Regions from separate parts of the Mus musculus genome. Here region 2 is linked to region 1. The links are chromatin contacts, called in public HiChIP or PLAC-seq maps. All regions are on one chromosome and are shown on one strand. Each heading gives the region's core, a stretch centred on a gene start, on an enhancer-like site or on the middle of the called end of the contact. The rest is flanking DNA. Distances are from core to core; before and after follow the strand shown.

Region 1 (5,104 bases), core at 397-2,896:
TCACATGATGAAAACACCTGATTTACAAAACTTAGTTTTATAAGCCCCAGCAGGGTCTATGGAAAAAACAAGATGATCTTAAAATTCTCAAAGCTCACAGGCAGATGAGTGACAGATAGCTGTCCATGAACAAAGAACTTAGGGTCCTGGAAATCCCAGTCCCCTCTTACCTTTCGTTTGTTGTGGTAAGCAATATAGAGGACAGCAACAAGAACAGCAGCGGTCACTAGATATGCAAAGAAGTGGCTGCTCTCTGCACTGGTGTTTCCAGAACTGTCCTTATAAAGATCATCCTTCTCATTCTTCATAGAGTCTGTAAGTGTCCCCTCTTGGTTCTCACTGGAGGAAGGGCCCGGCACCTTTTCATTCTCTTCTTCAAGTGGTGAGCCTTCTTCCGGCTCTGTGTCACCCTCTTCAATCTCCTTGGTTTCCACGTCTTCAGTAGGCTCTGAAGACTTATCTCCTTTCTCTGGCTTTAAAGAGAAGTCAGAGTCCCCTGCCAGTGTTTCCCCAGATTCAGTTTTGGAAGTAAGTGTTGGTTTTTGTCCTTTTTCAGTTGGCTGGACTTTGTCAGTCTTCGAAGTCTCCGTATCTGGGGAGATTTTGGAGGTGGGCTTGTCCAAATCAACTTTCGTGGACTTGCCAGAATCATCTTCTGTGGCCTTATTCGAACCAGCTTCTGTGGGCTTGCCAGAATCACCTCCTGTGGGCTTGCCAGAATTACCTCCTGTGGGCTTGCCTGAATCTTCTGTGGAGCTCTGATCAGACTTTTCCAGTTTGGGGTTGACTGGTGAGAGGGGCCGCGCAGTTTCGTTCAACTCGGCATCCGTTTTCTCGGGCTGCCTTCTGGAATCACCCAAACTGTGATCGGTCGCGGCGGTCCGCGGCCCAGATTCCGCCTTACTGGAAACTGCTGCCAAAGTCGTCTTGTCCTGGTCTTTTTTATCTGACTTCTGCCCCTGACCGTCGGTCGGCCTTGTAGTCTTTACCTGGTTAGAAGAAGGCAGGGGAGTGGAGGACTGTTTGGAAGGCTGATTCGGAGGATTCTGAGAGTCACCTGAGTCGGCGTCTCTCTTATAAACGGACGGCAGAGCTCCTGAAACAAACAGAAAAAACAAAAAACAAAAAACAGTAAGTCCTCGGAAGAAGAGAAGCGGGCTTGACTTCTGAGAGCCTAGCGGGGATGGCCGAATGGGAAAGCGGAGATGGCTAGAGCAGGGTCGGGCCAGACAAGAAAGACGCCGGCTCCCGTAGCGACCCACCAAGGTGAGGAATGGGGAACCTAAAGGGGAGAGTGAGCTGGGCTGGGGTGGGGGTCCTTACTCGCCACCGCGACACTCAGCAGGAGCAACGCAACCTGGAACCGCATCCTGCAGTCTGCGCTTCCGCCCTCTGATGACGTGAGAGCGGCGCACGAGATTTTCCCGAGCGTGGCCCCTCCCTTTCCGGCGGACTGTTTCTCTTCCGGCGCAGCCCCGCCTTAGGGGTGGGGCTACCGGGCGACAGCAGCCGTTGTCTGTGTGTTCCGGTAGAGTGCCGGAAGTCAAGTCCAGCTCTTTATTCCCCCCCAAGTCCCTTCTGTTTCTCAGCAGTCTGCGGGGCTCGGCGATCTCGTTCTTGTTCACTTGGCCTCGTTTTTCGGAAGCTGTTGCGACCGGCAGGTGCTGCGTCGCCTTCGCTGCTTATGATGTAGGGTCGTGGGGCCGGGCGCCTCTTTGTCGCATCCTCTGCTCGTGTTTCCAACCTCTCCGTTGCCGATGCTGCTTTCTCACTTCACAAACAAATGTACTCTCTTCAGCACTTGCCCATCTAGAAGCAAACACATTTCATCCTGATCCTAATCCCTTTCTTGGCTGTATCCAGGGCCCTCTGAATTTACCAAGGTTTTTGATTTCTTGTTTGTTCTTCTGAATTTCTATGTGTTTGAAACCATATTGCTATGTGGGCACCTGCTGCCTCCTGAGTGTTTGGGATTACAGGTGCCTCACCACGCCCCTGTTGGGCTATTTATTTATTTAAGAAATAAAATATCAAAGATTTACTATTTTTATTTGTGTATGTGTGTCTGCCACCTGTGTGTAGGTGCTCTTGGAGGCTAGATGAGGGCATCAGATGCCCTAGAGCTAGAGCTTCAAGCGTTTCAAACTCTGTGGGTGTTGGAAACTGAACTCTGTTCCTGTGGGAGAGCAACAAGCCCTGAGCCATCTCTCCAATCCAGGAAGTAAGGTACTTTGTTACTCAAACAGGAAGACCTTGAGTTTCTGATCTTCCTACTGGACTACTGGCTTGTGTCTCCAATTTATGTGGTACTAGCAATCAAATCGTGGTTCTATGCACACTAGACAAACACTCTTGTCTCATTCACCACATATATATTCTTTTTCTTTCCAAGACAGGGTTCTTCTGTTTAACAGAACTCGCTCTGTAGACCAGGCTAGCCTTGCAATCACAGAGATCCACCTACCTCTGCCTCTTGAGTGCTGGGGTTAAAGACATGCACCACCACACCACACAAGCAACACATTCTTTTTTTTTTTTTTAAGGTTTATTTTATTTATTATATGTGAGTACACTGTAGCTGTCACCAGACACTGGAAGAGGGAATCAGGTCTTGTTACAGATGATTGTGAGCCACCATATGGTTGCTGGGATTTGAGCTCAGTACCTCTGGAAGAGCAGTCAGTGGTGCTCTTAACTGCTGAGTTATCACTCCAGCCCAAGCAACACATTCTTATAATGCAAACAACAAAATAGAATTTTAAAAGAAATATACTTAAAAAAACTTTTTTTAGAGAGCCAGGTGATGGTGGGACACAACATTAGTCCCAGCACACAGGAGGCAGAGGCAGGCAAATCTCTGAATCAGGCCAGCCTGATCTACAGAGTGAGTTCCAGGATAGCCAGGGTTACACAGAGAAACTCTGTCTTGAAAAACAACAGCAACAGACATCTTTAGTGTCTAGGGAGATGGTTCAGTGCTTAAGAACACTGACTACTCTTCCGGAGGACCCACATTCCATTCCTGGAGCCCACAAGCCACCCGACAACGGTCTATAATTCCAGTTTCAGGAGACCTGACATCGTCTTTTGGCCCACAGTCACTGCACACATGAGGTGTAGAGACATACATGTCAGTAAAACATACACCCACTTTAAATGTGCTTGCTCTCTGCTCATCTGCAGATTCCTGTTTGCAGTCATTTCCTGTGTCCTCATCTATGGTAGTGCTGGATGGTTTAAACAAGTTGTCTAAAGTCATTTATGAACATTTGCCAGGCTAGGTATCTCATAAACAGTGATTTAACAAGTAGCCTCAACATCTATGTTCATTTTTTTTTCTTTGTCATTTTCGAGACAGGCTCTCATTCTGCAGTCATAACAGGCCTGGAACTCACTCCGCAGTACAGCAGACCTTGAACTGGCATCAGTCTTCCTGCCTCTGCCTTGGAAATGCTGAGATTACTGTTCTGTGCCACCATGCCGGGTTCTATGGTTCTCAATACTCTGGAGGTTTAAGATAGAGGATCTTTTAAATAGGATGTATTGTTATTTTATGTGTGTGGCTGTTTGGCCTCCGTTTATGCCTCTGCATTTTGTGCCTGACTGGGGCCAAAGGAAGCCAAAGGACACAGAGCCTCTGGAACTGGGGTTAAAGATGGCTCTGAGCCAGCATATGGGTGCTAGAAATTGCACCTGGGTCAGAAGAGCAGCCAGAGTTCTTAACCTCTCAGCAATCTCTCCAGCCTCAGAGGCCGAGGATCCTTTGAACAACCAAAATTTGGAGGCCAGTCTGAAGAACAAAGTAAGACGTGGTCTCAAACATATCTAAATAAAAAAGACTTTAATCTGATAAAGCACGAAATCTAGTGAGGCAGATAAATATCAGATAGATATTTGTCCACGTTTGCTGTAATTGGTTAATTTTGATTGTCCCCTTGATGGGATTTAGATTCATCATGGAGAGAAATCTCTGGGTGTGCCTGTAAGGGATTATCTAGGTTAGGTTAATTGGGGTGAGAAGACCCACTCTGTGTGGGGACATTAGTATTTCATGGGCTGGAGTCCTGGACAGAATAAAATGGAAAGCAAGCTGAACACAGTATACGGGGTTCATGCCTCTCTGCTTCCTGGTGATGGATTCATTGTAAACAGCTCCCTCTGCTCCTGCTGCCATGATTTCCCCACCACGATGCACTGTGTATTCTAGTCCTGCACGGCTGGAAGTTTTCAAATTTCAGGGAATAGTGCATGGCACAGATAGTTTCAGAAACAAGGGCTTTTCCTGGCACCTGAATACAAATCCCCACAATGAGCTCCTCACAGCTCCTCCCCACCCCTCTCCTCCTCCTCCCTCCTCTTACATTGCTGAGGAGAGAATAAAGATTGCAAGAGATGTGAGAAGTCCTCCAGCTTCTTCCAGGAAACGCACTGTAGCTCAGGGGTAGAGTGCTGCTTGCCTGACACATGAGAGGCACTTGGTTCAGTCTCCAGAACTAACACACACACACACACACACACACACACAATTTTATAATGTTGACTCTGCCTTGCTAGAGGAAGTGAACTGGTAAATGAATCTGTTTGTAAAAGAAAATTCTGTCTGCCTGCTTTAAGACGAATGTTTGACTAACATTTAAGGATATTGGCTTAGTGTGGGTGTGGGTGGGTGGAGAGGGCAGTGGCAAATAATTAAACCCGACCCAGTGTCCACGTTACCGGGCAGGGCAGGGGAGACGTCCTCATCACATAGAACTCCGGGGCATTTGTATTTTATCTATAAACAGTAAAAGAAGCCACTGAAGAGGTTTTAGTAGGGGCAAGGTTTCATCAGATTGGAGAATGTTTGGACATTACTCTGGTTGTTTCAGAAAGAACTGGCTTGGGGAGAAGGATCTGGGTGTTAATCATTTAGGAGATTGCTGCCATATCTCAGGTAGCGGACATGCCCAGGGAGAATGACAGGAAGTGTTCAGAGTGGAGAGGGCGCTGGGAAAGGGTACTAACTAACATTCTTCCGAGATAGATTGGAAAGGAAGGAAGCAGAGGGGAGATGGGGAGGGAGGACGAGGGTGCTTTCTCAGAGGTGGGGACCGCCAGTGGAGAG
Region 2 (4,981 bases), core at 894-3,393, 210 kb after region 1:
GCTCCAACAGCTGACGAGCTGTTCATAGTTCCAGGAAAGTCCCCAAATAAAAAGTATCTGAAAGTGCTAACTTTGCTTTTTGGCTTTTGTAGTTCTGTGTCCTTCTAACTGAAGTGTGACAACCAGAATATAGTGTTTATATGTAAAAGACATGTACAGGGCACGGCATGTAAGGCTTGGGGCTGCAGGATGTGGGCAAGTTCTCCGTGCAGTCACCGGCCAGCTATAAGAGCTTTTCCTGGCTTTAACAGTCTTAGTGTGGTACTCTCTGGTGGGCATCTGGTACTTACAGCATTGGGGATGCTCTGAGCCTGAGCACCAGAGTCCATCCACAGGGAGGTTCTAGAGGAAGCATCGGTTTGACACTTGTCCTTAGGTCATGTCTGGCCTCTGAGCTCTACTCTCCACATCTGTAAAACGGTACCACAATGCCTTCCTTAAAGGTGTATCGGGAAGACCCCATGGCATGGCATGCGACTGCAGGGTGCCGAGCGGAGCACAGCATGGTAAGTGATGCGGAAATAAACCCTGAGAGGATAGTTTTTCACATTTTTTTTTCCCCTTCAAGACTGGGCCTCGGGGGCTGGTGAGATGGCTCAGTGGGTAAGAGCACCCTACTGTTCTTCCGAAGGTCCAGAGTTCAAATCCCAGCAACCACATGGTGGCTCACAGCCATCTGTAACAAGATCTGACGCCCTCTTCTGGAGTGTCTGAAGACAGCTACAGTGTACTTACATATAGTAAATAAATAAATCTTAAAAAAAAAAAAAAAAAGACTGGGCCTCATTATATAGCCTTGGCTGGCCTAGAACACTCTATGTAGACCAGGCTGGCCTCAGACTCACATGTTCTCTACCTCCCATGATGGGATTAAAGGTGTGTGCCATCACAGCTCAGCCTTTTTTGTCTCTCACCACCACCCCCTCCCCCCCTTTTGGGTTTTGAGAATGGTTCTCACTCTGTAGTCAAGGCTGGCCTGGAACTCATGGTCCTCTCACCTTACCTTATCCCTCTCTGGGATGTCAGGTGTGCTGGGATGTCAGGTGTGCTGGGATGTCAGGTGTGCTGGGATGTCAGGTGTGCTGGGATGACTGATAAGTGTGCTGGGATGTCAGGTGTGCTGGGATGACTGATAAGTGTGCTGGGATGACAGGTGTGCTAGGATGACTGACAGGTGTGCTGGGATGACTGTCAGGTGTGCTAGGATGACTGACAGGTGTGCTAGGATGACTGACTGACAGGTGTGCTGGCATGACAGGTGTGCTGGGATGACAGATGAGTGTTTCCATTTTCTGAAAAGATTTTTGTTGTTGTTTTTTTCTCATTTTTTGGTTTATTTATTTGTTTACTTATTTACTTAATTTTAACAAGATCTTTCTACATAACCTGTTATGGAACTCACTACATAGACCAGGCTGACCTTGAACTTAAGAGATCTGCCTGCCTCTCTCTCCCAAGTGCTGGAATTAAAGCTGTGTGTTACCATGCCCTGCCTAAAAAAGATTTTTTAATTGGTCAACACGACTTCTCTTGAAAGGTGGGCCCTCGATTAAGAAACTGACCAGAAAGATTATAAAGCCATGGGAGGCTGGGGGCTCTGACAGGCTTGACAGTGGCAGCAGATGTCTTTTCCTAAGCTAAAGTCCCCACCTCCCTGTAGTCTCCCCTCCCCCAGCCTGAAACCTGCTTGCTCAGGGGTGGAGCTTCCTGCTCATTCGTTCTGCCACGCCCACTGCTGGAACCTGCCGCTTTGCTGTTTGGAGCCACACACGTGCTCACCTTTCTACTGGATCAGAGATTATTCGGCGGGAATCGGGTCCCCTCCCCCTTCCTTCATAACTAGTGTCGCAACAATAAAATTTGAGTTTTGATCAGAATGAATTTGTCTTAGCTCCGTTTCTTCTTTCGCCCCCTAGATTCCTCTCTTACAGCTTGAGTAGCCATATCAGTCGAACCGTTCACGTTACGAGCTGCTGGCGGCCGCAACACCTCCCTATTCCCTTTTCATTGAGACCTGTATGTGTGATGTATGTGGATATGTGTGCAAAGGTATCTGGGGGCCAGAAGAGCATATCTGGTGTCCTGCTCTACCACTCTGCCTTATTCCCAGAGACAGGGCCTCTCACTGAACCTGGAGATAGACTGGCTGCCAGCAAGCCATAACAATCCCCCATGTTTGTCCCTCACAGCACTGAGGCTACCCACATAGCAGTGTATAGCTTTTTATGTGGGGTCTAAGAATTTGAACTCAGATCCTCTGTGGGTCAGCCCTATTTTCCTCTCCGGGAAGAAATAAGGCCCAGACTGAACTACCACTAAAGAGCAACATCAGGGCTGGGCTGACTGCTCAATGCTTAAGACTGAACACTGCTCTTGTGTAGGACCCCAGTGTGGTTCCCAGGACCTATGTCAGGCTGTTCCTAGCCTCCTGTAACCTCAGTCCCAGTTAACTGCTGCCCTCTTCTGGCATCCACAGGCACTACACTCATGTGCGTCCACATTTGCACCTAAGTAAAAGATGAAACAAAGGCTCCAGGGGCTGAGGGGAAGGGAGGAGAAGGGACATTTGTTTGCTTGCTTGTTTGTGGCACTGGAGTTTGAACCCAGAGCATCTCACACACTAGGCAAGCACGGTCTCCTTGGGCTAAGTTCCTGCCTAGGAGGATTTTGTTGTTTCTTAAATCTTTCTCTTCCCATTGCCTGTAAAGTCTCAAACCTAGGACAAATGGCTGAGGTACCTATTTAACATATCAAAGTGGACCTGGCTGCCAGGTTCTCCCAGCATCCCTCAGTCCCTACCTGTCACAGGATATAGCGGGCTTTGAGTTCACAAATGCTCAAGCTACACCCAGTGTGGCACACAGTCTCCTTCTGTGGAAACGTAGAACTCTGGGTTCCTACAGCACCATGTATGCCTGCACGTGGTTAAGTTCCCCACCATGATTGATGATAATGGATCAAACCTCTGAAACTGTAAGCCAGCTCCAATTAAATGTTTTCTTTTAGAAGAGTTGCCTTGGTCATGGTGTCTCTTCATAGCAATGAAACCCTAAGACATTCTCCTTCCAGAATTTTCTCAAGGGCTTTTTACATACTAGATGAAACATTTTACAAAGTGAGCTCTATCCCCAGAACTGCCTCCAACTTTGCATTTAAAAATTACTATTTATTTATACATCATTATGATGATGATGATGATGATGATGTTGGTTTTTCGAGACAGGGTTTCTCTGCATAGCTCTGGCTGTCCTGGAACTCACTTTGTAGACCAGGCTGGCCTCAAACTCAGAAATCTGCCTGCCTCTGCCTCCAAGTGTGCCACCACTGCCCGGCTTATTTATACTTTAAATTTTAGTTTTATTTTGTGTGCATGGGTGTGTTGCCTATTTGTCTGTCTGTCTACCACATGCATGCTTAATGCCTGCAGAGGCCAGAAGAAGGTGTCAGATCCTTAGAATGGAGCTACAGTTACAAGCCACCACGTATGTGCTGGGAATTGAACCTGGGTCCTTTGCAAGAGCAGCCAGTGCTTTTAGCCACTAAGCTATCTCTCCAGCCTTATTACTTATTTACTTTGATATCTTTGGAGACAGATTCTCTTTACATAGCCCTGGCTATCCTGGAACTCACTATGTAGATTGGATTGGCCTCAAACTCAGATCTGCCTGTCTCTGCCTCCTGAGTGCTGGCATTAAAAGCCTGTGCCACCACACCTGTGGCCCTTCCCCCCAATTATTTCTCTATGTTCTCATTAGTGCAGTGCTTGAAGTCAGAAGAAGATAACAGATACCCTCAGCTTGAGTTCCAGATGGTTGTGAGCCACCCTGTGTGGGTGCTGTGTCCTGTCCCCAGGAATAGGAGAACACCATCTTAACTGCTGAGCCATCTCTTCAGCCCCCCACCTCCTGCCTTTCACTAGCAATATCAACTAGGGGTTTATGTGCAATCATTTTCAAAATGCTTTGTAATCGCCATATCCTCAGTGTCCCGTGTAAGTGCCCATGTAAGCAGTCTTAGGTCCTTTTGAGGGAAAGGCTGGAAGGGTCATTGCCAAGTTCAGTGGCTCTTGCTCCAGAGGTCCTTTCTTCTGGAGTTCTAGCATCTTTCATCTGCAGGCTTATGTTTTATAGCCTTATAACTTCAAATGGGCAACTGCCCTCAGCTTGCCCCTATCCATCCTGATTTTCTCTGGATAATTCAGTTGGAGTAGAACTATTTTTTTTAAAGTATACTACTTTTTTATTTTTATTTTTTATTATACATAAATTCACTGTAGCTGACTTCAGACACACCAGAAGAGGGCGTCAGATCTCATTATGGGTGGTTGTGAGCCACCATGTGGTTGCTGGGATTTGAACTCAGGACCTTTGGAAGAGCAGTCAGTGCCCTTACCCGCTGAGCCATCTCTAGAACTATTGTTTGCTGTTGGTTTTGTTTGTTTGTTTTTCGAGACAGGGTTTCTCTGTGTAGCCCTGGCTGTCCTGGAACTAACTCTGTAGACCAGGCTGGCCTCGAACTCAGAAATCCACCTGCCTCTGCCTCCCGAGTGCTGGGATTAAAGGCGTGTGCCACCACCACCCGGCTAACTGTTTGGTTTTTTTAAATTAGTTACAATGAACCTCTCTTCTCCAAATTCCTTCTGATGGTCCCTGTAAGCTGCAACTTGCTCTGCATAGCCATCACTGCAAGGTTCCCTGGAGAACGAGAAAGCCAGGTCAGAGAGAAAGCAGGAGGGTACCACAAGCTGATAAATGGCAGTGTTGGCACTGAAACCAAGCGGTCTCCTGCAGAAACCCAGTTGCCTCTTATCCAGGGAACTCTGTTAAGTGGGCCCACCTGTTTTGAGGTTGCTTCCAAAGCCTAAGGGCAAAGACAAGGGGTTGTTTCTCTATCTTACATTGATCTACTGCCCCCACGTGGCCACATATTGAACTTCACCCCTGTTTGATCCCAAACTATGAGCCCCCTTCCTCACCCTAGT

The links. HiChIP or PLAC-seq counts read pairs in DNA pulled down with a chosen protein or histone mark.
Region 2: an H3K27ac HiChIP or PLAC-seq map of embryonic stem cells shows a contact between it and region 1, with 18 read pairs. The contact joins the enhancer-like site here to the promoter of Tgoln1 in region 1. A contact is called at or near these places in 15 of 39 promoter capture datasets (the 3T3-L1 cell line, the C10 cell line, HPC-7-derived erythroid cells and 9 more), 3 of 15 datasets of contacts at CTCF or cohesin (embryonic stem cells and stem cell-derived epiblast-like cells), 24 of 484 Hi-C or Micro-C datasets (the C2C12 cell line, the HL-1 cell line, the MC3T3-E1 cell line and 10 more), 35 of 115 datasets of contacts at active chromatin or transcription factors (the HL-1 cell line, the NIH/3T3 cell line, the SCID.adh cell line and 23 more) and 4 of 9 other capture datasets (adipose tissue, embryonic stem cells, liver and 1 more).

Annotation. Positions count from the first base shown.
Region 1 is chr6:72,615,354-72,620,457 of GRCm38.p6, forward strand. It overlaps Tgoln1 (trans-golgi network protein), which reads right to left and starts at 1,647. Exons shown (of 4, transcript NM_009443.3): 1 at 1,324-1,647; 2 at 171-1,096. The coding sequence starts at 1,369.
Region 2 is chr6:72,826,603-72,831,583 of GRCm38.p6, forward strand. No RefSeq gene overlaps it. Among named protein-coding and RNA genes, the nearest start is that of Tcf7l1, 40 kb to the left of the region's middle. Within about 2 kb of position 2,144, at least 8 of the 459 cell types and tissues checked have an H3K27ac peak or open chromatin away from gene starts, as enhancers often do. A contact at or near this core is called in differentiating embryonic stem cells and embryonic stem cells, where this site is marked.